Linked DNA regions of Pan troglodytes: region 1 is linked to region 2. A link is a contact called in public Hi-C data. All regions are on one chromosome and are shown on one strand. Each heading gives the region's core, a stretch centred on a gene start, on an enhancer-like site or on the middle of the called end of the contact. The rest is flanking DNA. Distances are from core to core; before and after follow the strand shown. Region 1 overlaps FSTL1 (follistatin like 1). Region 2 holds the start of GSK3B (glycogen synthase kinase 3 beta).

Region 1 (2,834 bases), core at 246-2,745, 310 kb after region 2:
GCTCCCGACATCAGGACTTACCTCAATGCAGAGACAGGTGGGTTCCCCTTTCTCTGTGACTGCACATTCCCGGCCGGCTCCACAAAACACATTGGCACAGATCTTGGATTTGCTCCTTAGCTCTTCCTAAAACACACAATCATAAAGGAAACCGTGTGACTGAGATGAACCCATTACGGAATGAGCCCATAATGAGATTATCTTTCAGGCTTGGGCTTTGCTCTGGAGTCATGGCTCATGGTCTTAAACAGCTAGATGTTGGGTCTTAAACAGCTGTTGGAGACGTTGCCTCCAACAGCTAGTGCCCTACTCCCAGATACTGCTTCAGCCCAGGTTCAGGTACTTCTGAGTCCCTAATATGTTTCTCAAAGAGCAAGAGTTCCTTTCTTGCATGCTTCCTTTCTTCTAAAAATGCTTGTTGAGCACCAATTTTATGCCAACGCTACGCGAAGGGATGGAGATACAAAGGACAGACCCTGTCCTCAGGAAGCTCCATGACTCTCAGAGGAAACTCACAAAGAGACATTTGGAAAACAACACAGGAAGTGCAAGAACAGGATCACCAGGGAGCTGGAGGAGAGGAAGAGGGTGAGAATTTTTCAAAGGATACTTTCTGAAGATACTAGGTCTTAACTGATTCTTAAAGGGTGAGAGGAGTCAGTCAGGCAGAAATGGAAACATTGTAGAGAACTATGACTATCTGAAGGACCCAAACCTGACTGAATGGTGTTCAAGGCATTATCATCTCAAAGGGCAAAAGAAGGATGGCTAAACCATTGGAAACGTGGATTCGCTATTTTTGCTATGGTCCCATTTAGCCCCTACCTATGTCTGCCACTGTCTTCAAGATTAAGAGGGCGAAGCTGCCTGAAAGTAGAACTATTCTCAAATCATTTGCTAGTCAGGCATTCCCCTGTTCAGACGTGTGCAGCAGAACTGACAAGGCAGGGAATGGTCTCAGTGTATGCCACCTGAGAATGTGGGGGTATTGACAGGCACTGATCTGTTGGTGGCTCATCCCTTCCCTCCCATTCACTGGTGGCAGAAAGCCAGCCCCACCTCATTCACCACTCAACCCAGGGGTAGTGGTGGTTACATGAAGGAGAATGTGATTTCCCCAGCTTCTCATCCTGACTGGCTGGGCAGGCAAAATCACGAAAGACCTCCAGACTCAAGGCTACTGGGCTAGATGCTGTGACAAAACCAACAAAGACTGCAGGAGGCACGATGGGGTCATGGGGCTGGCTGTGGTAAGGCAGGGATGGAACCAGACAGTCCACCCTCCAGGCCATGTCTACCACATTATGCAGAGAACTCACACCCACAAGTCTTGTAACAGTACAATTCTTATAGTTGGTGAATGTTTTATACTTAAGATTAGGGGAAAAAAGCAAAAAGAAAGAAGAGGCTTTCGAGCTGAGGTGCTGTATCCAATACAGCTAGTCTGCTGCCACCCAGAGGCTGCTCTGCAAACTCCAGGTTATTATTTTCTGTCCCAAGCCAGCTTGCTGGTCATGCAGGGCTCCCATTGGTCTAGAAGCCGTTCTCAGCTCACATTTCATTGGTTCACATGCTGTTGATAAACCAATTTTTTTTTGAATGTTGCTAAGGCGAATTCAAGAAAGCTAGCAGGCGGGGAAGAAAGAGGAAGTAATTCCCAGAAGTCTGCGGGGATTGGAGAGCTTTTGTTTTCCTAAACAGAGAGTGGAGATAAAAATCAAGGATATTCTCCAGGCAGGGCCCTCTTGTGGAAACTGTGCCTGACAATGTAAGGCAACACGAAAAAGGAAGAGGAAAAGGTTTTTGCTGACGAGTTGTAAAAAACCTCAGATATGTTTACCTTTTCCTCTCCCAAAAAAACGACACCCTAGCCAAGGGATTCAGACAAATACGCACCCTCCTGTTGGTGTGTCCCATGAGTTATGGACACACAAATGCATAAAAAAGCATGCTCAGACACATGCCTGCACTCAAAGACACCCGCACACAGCTCCACAGGCAAACACCCACAAACCTCCACTCACTAGTCTCTGTCCTTAACTAGTAATTTTCATTCTTTAAGGCTCACATGTCCTCATCTATAAAGTAGGGGTAAATGCCAACCCTGCCCTGCGGAGATTCAGTGAGATACATGTGGAAGTACCAACTGTAAAACAAGCTGCATATGAAACCTGTTATTCATGGGAATGCCTTATAGAGCTACTTGCAGAAAAGCCTGTGGCATGTATGGAACCTCCTTTTAACTTACATTGTTGTTTTTAGTAAGTATTAAAAATGGATTGAATTAAACCAAGTCATTTTTCAGGAATAGTTCTCAAAAATCCATTTGAAGAAACAGATAACTTTTGAGTTATAACAACTAATATTTGAATAGTACAATTTACAAAATGTTTTCATACACATGATTTTGTCTTATAGGGAAACCCTGCAAGAATAGGTATATTATTATAAACCCTATTCCATAGATGAGGAAATTGAAGACCAGAAAGGTCAGATAACTTGCCCAAGTTTCCAAAGCTAGAAATGAGAGGAGCTAGGATTCCAACTCGTATCTTCAACCACTGATAACTAAACTCCCATTTATAAATATCCGGCATCCTACTAAGTTATTTTTATTATATGTGATTTAAGCTCTTCAATAACTCCCTAAGTTAGACATCATTACTAGCCCCATTTCACAGGTGAGAGAGCGGAGGCTTAAATAACTAGAAAGTGGCAGGGCTAGAATTCTGCCCAATCAAAGGGAAAGCAGTTTATATTTGATTTATTTTCATATCCAGATGACGTAAGGAAATTATGATGGGGGTGTGAGTTGCATAATTAGCAAGTGTCGG
Region 2 (2,700 bases), core at 23-2,522:
CTTGGCCCGGGCGGCGGCGGCGGCGGCGGCACAAGCCCGCATTCGCCCGGGTCAGGGGCTGCTCTGTGTGAGGAGCGCTGTCTGCGCAGCCGCCTTGCACTTCCCCACTCCTCCTCCCCCCTCCTACTCGTCCTCCACCTCCTTCCTCCCCCACCCAGCCTTACACCGCCCAGCGCCCCGCCGCCCGCGTAACAGGCGTCTGGGAATCGCCGGCCGAGCCCCACGCTCGCCCGCTTCGGCTGGGAGCCGAAGCCCGAACGGAGCCAATCACGGACGTCGTTTGTTTGCGGCTCCTCCCGGAAAAAGCCGATCAGCCTGAGAAACCAATTAGAAAGTGACGCTGGGAAACCACGCCCACAGAGCGGAAAATGCCGAAGGTAGCCGAACGGAAAGGGTGAATTCGCCTTGTTCGGTGGCTGGCTGGAGGAGACATTCGACAATGGCAACAGTGGCCAATCAGAGTCGCCGGCCCTTACGAAGAGGCTTGAAGAGTTGAGGACGGTGAAACCCAGAGACGCTGGTGAAACTGCACGGCTGGGCGCCGCCGCCGCTTTGTGATTGGCTGGAAAACTCCGCTGGGAGCGTACCTCCTTCGGTGATTGGTGAAGAGAAGGGGGCTTCCGAGGACAGTCTGGCCAGTCAGGACTTCCCCTCCCTCTCCAAGGTGGGGAGAAGAAAGCGAAGGGAGGGCGTCTATAAAGCGCTGTCTCATTGGCCTGAAGCTTAGGCGCTGGAGTTGGGGCAAAAGGGAGAGGGAGGGAGCCCGAAACTCGCGGCGGCGGCCAATCGGCTCTCACTGCCGTCCAATCGCAAGACCTAGCTGCAGTGTGATTGGCCTTCGGCCCCGGTCCCAGGAGCGGGGAGATGCCTGACTCGGGTCGTGGCTGACGACCGGACGGTTCGCCTGCGGCCGCCTCCAACAACAGTGGAAACCGCACACACGGACCGCGGGCCCTCGGTGCAGCAAATCGGAAAGTGCTGCGGTCGGCGGCCCTGGGCTCTGAGCGCTCAAGCGAGCAGAGGGGTGGAGGGGCTCTCCCCACCCACAGGAGGCTCTCGGCGGGGCGCAGCCAATTCTGCGCGCCCAAGGCCCCCCTCTGCCCTGGATCGCGTGTGCCGAGTGTCGGCCTCTTCCCCGAAAGGGCCAGACGGACCAAGGGGGCCTTCCCAGCCGGCTGCAAGCTCTCAGACGCTAAAATGGGAACAAAGCTTCCAGAAAGGCAGCGCCTTTGGGCGGCCGCGCCCCGCCCAGCTGCGGGGGCCATTGATACAGAGGCTTGCTGCGCTCGGTGTGCGCGGCCCGGCCGGGCCTCTGGAAACGCCCATGAGAAATGAGCTCATGCTGGATGCGCGCGCTCCTTGGGCGCAACTGCCCAGCGCAAAACGGGCCCCGAAAGCAGGTGAGGGGAAATGCCGTCAGGCCGGATATCCTGAAGCCTCCGAGGAAATGGGGGGGTCAGAGGAGCCCGTGGTAGCTTTGGATCTTTTGGAACTAGGGTGATCTATAAAAGTGCAGCTTGAGAAGATTTCATACGTAAGACCAGCGTCCATTGTTCTACCATAGAACCAGTTCCTTTGGTCTGCTTTAGAACAGTGAGGTATGGCTACGTCAAGATAACAGAAAGTAGAACAGACAGTTGCCATCCTGATTGTAATCCAGTGGTGCCTGTAATTTCTACCTGCAGAGTCATCTCTTTCTGTTAAGATGCTGTCTCCAGAAAGCACATGTAAAAGGACCTATATTTGATCAGATTACCTGGCTCTTGCTTTGAAACACTGATGAAGGACTTGGGACAGAACAAAGTAAGCTTTGATGGAAGACAGGAAAGGTCTAGATAGTGTTTGCAGATTCAAATGGCTTACAGAGGCCAGACAAGTAAAGCAAATGAGTGAGACTGGCCTTGTGTAAGACAATGGGGAATGATAGGGAAAATGGCAAATTGGAATATCCATGCCATAACTAAAAGGAACAGTTGCTCAGCTCTAGCAGATTGTTGCCCTCAGGAATGTGGGTCCAGTGTTCTCAGATGTTCAATTTTTTTCCTCCCAAAAGAAACCCCAAAATTGGATTTTTGTGTGAAATCTCTGCATTTTTAAATGTTGGTAACCAAATTTTCAAACCCTGCAGGCCAACCTAAAAACATCCCTTGGCCGATGAGGCATTGGAAAAAGTGTTAATAATTGTTAGGGGCCCGATAGCAGTAGGAGGGTGAAAACAAAATGGTTTGGGACCTTAAATAATTGAAATGTATCTTTATTTATTTATTTATTTTTGAGACGGAGTTTCACTCTTGTTGCCCAGGCTGGAGTGCAGTGGCGCGATCTCGGCTCACCGCAACCTCCGCCTCCCCGATTCAAGTGATTCTCCTGCCTCAGCCTCCCAAGTAGTTGGGATCACAGGCATGTGCCACCATGCCAGCTACTTTTGTATTTTTAGTAGAGACGGGGTTTCTTCATGTTGGTCAGGCTGGTCTCGAACTCCCGACCTCAGGTGATCTGCCTGCCTCAGCCTCACAGAGTATCGGGATTACAGGCGTAAGCCACCACACCGGGCCGGTTGAAATTTATCTTTAAAATAGTGCACCTTTAATCCTTTTTTTATTTCTGTGTGTATCTTATAATGTGCATATCATGTTAGCTCAAGATCAAGAGTTTATGGACAAGCCAGGCGTGGTGGCTTATGCCTGTTATCCCAGCAAT

What was found. Hi-C and Micro-C count contacts between places; a contact is called where the count stands out from the background.
Region 1: a contact with region 2 is called in a Hi-C map of stem cell-derived neural progenitor cells, with 4 times the contacts expected there. The contact joins the enhancer-like site here to the promoter of GSK3B in region 2. A contact is called at or near these places in 1 of 7 Hi-C or Micro-C datasets (stem cell-derived neural progenitor cells) and 1 of 1 datasets of contacts at active chromatin or transcription factors (stem cell-derived excitatory neurons).

The regions. Positions count from the first base shown.
Region 1 is chr2:123,710,841-123,713,674 of NHGRI_mPanTro3-v2.0_pri, forward strand. It overlaps FSTL1 (follistatin like 1), which reads right to left. Exons shown (of 11, transcript NM_001244588.3): 3 at 22-126. Among named protein-coding and RNA genes, the nearest start is that of MIR198, 20 kb to the left of the region's middle. Within about 2 kb of position 1,496, at least 11 of the 24 cell types and tissues checked have an H3K27ac peak or open chromatin away from gene starts, as enhancers often do. A contact at or near this core is called in stem cell-derived neural progenitor cells, where this site is marked.
Region 2 is chr2:123,397,050-123,399,749 of NHGRI_mPanTro3-v2.0_pri, forward strand. GSK3B (glycogen synthase kinase 3 beta) reads right to left here and starts at 1,273. Exons shown (of 10, transcript XM_016941724.4): 1 at 1-1,273.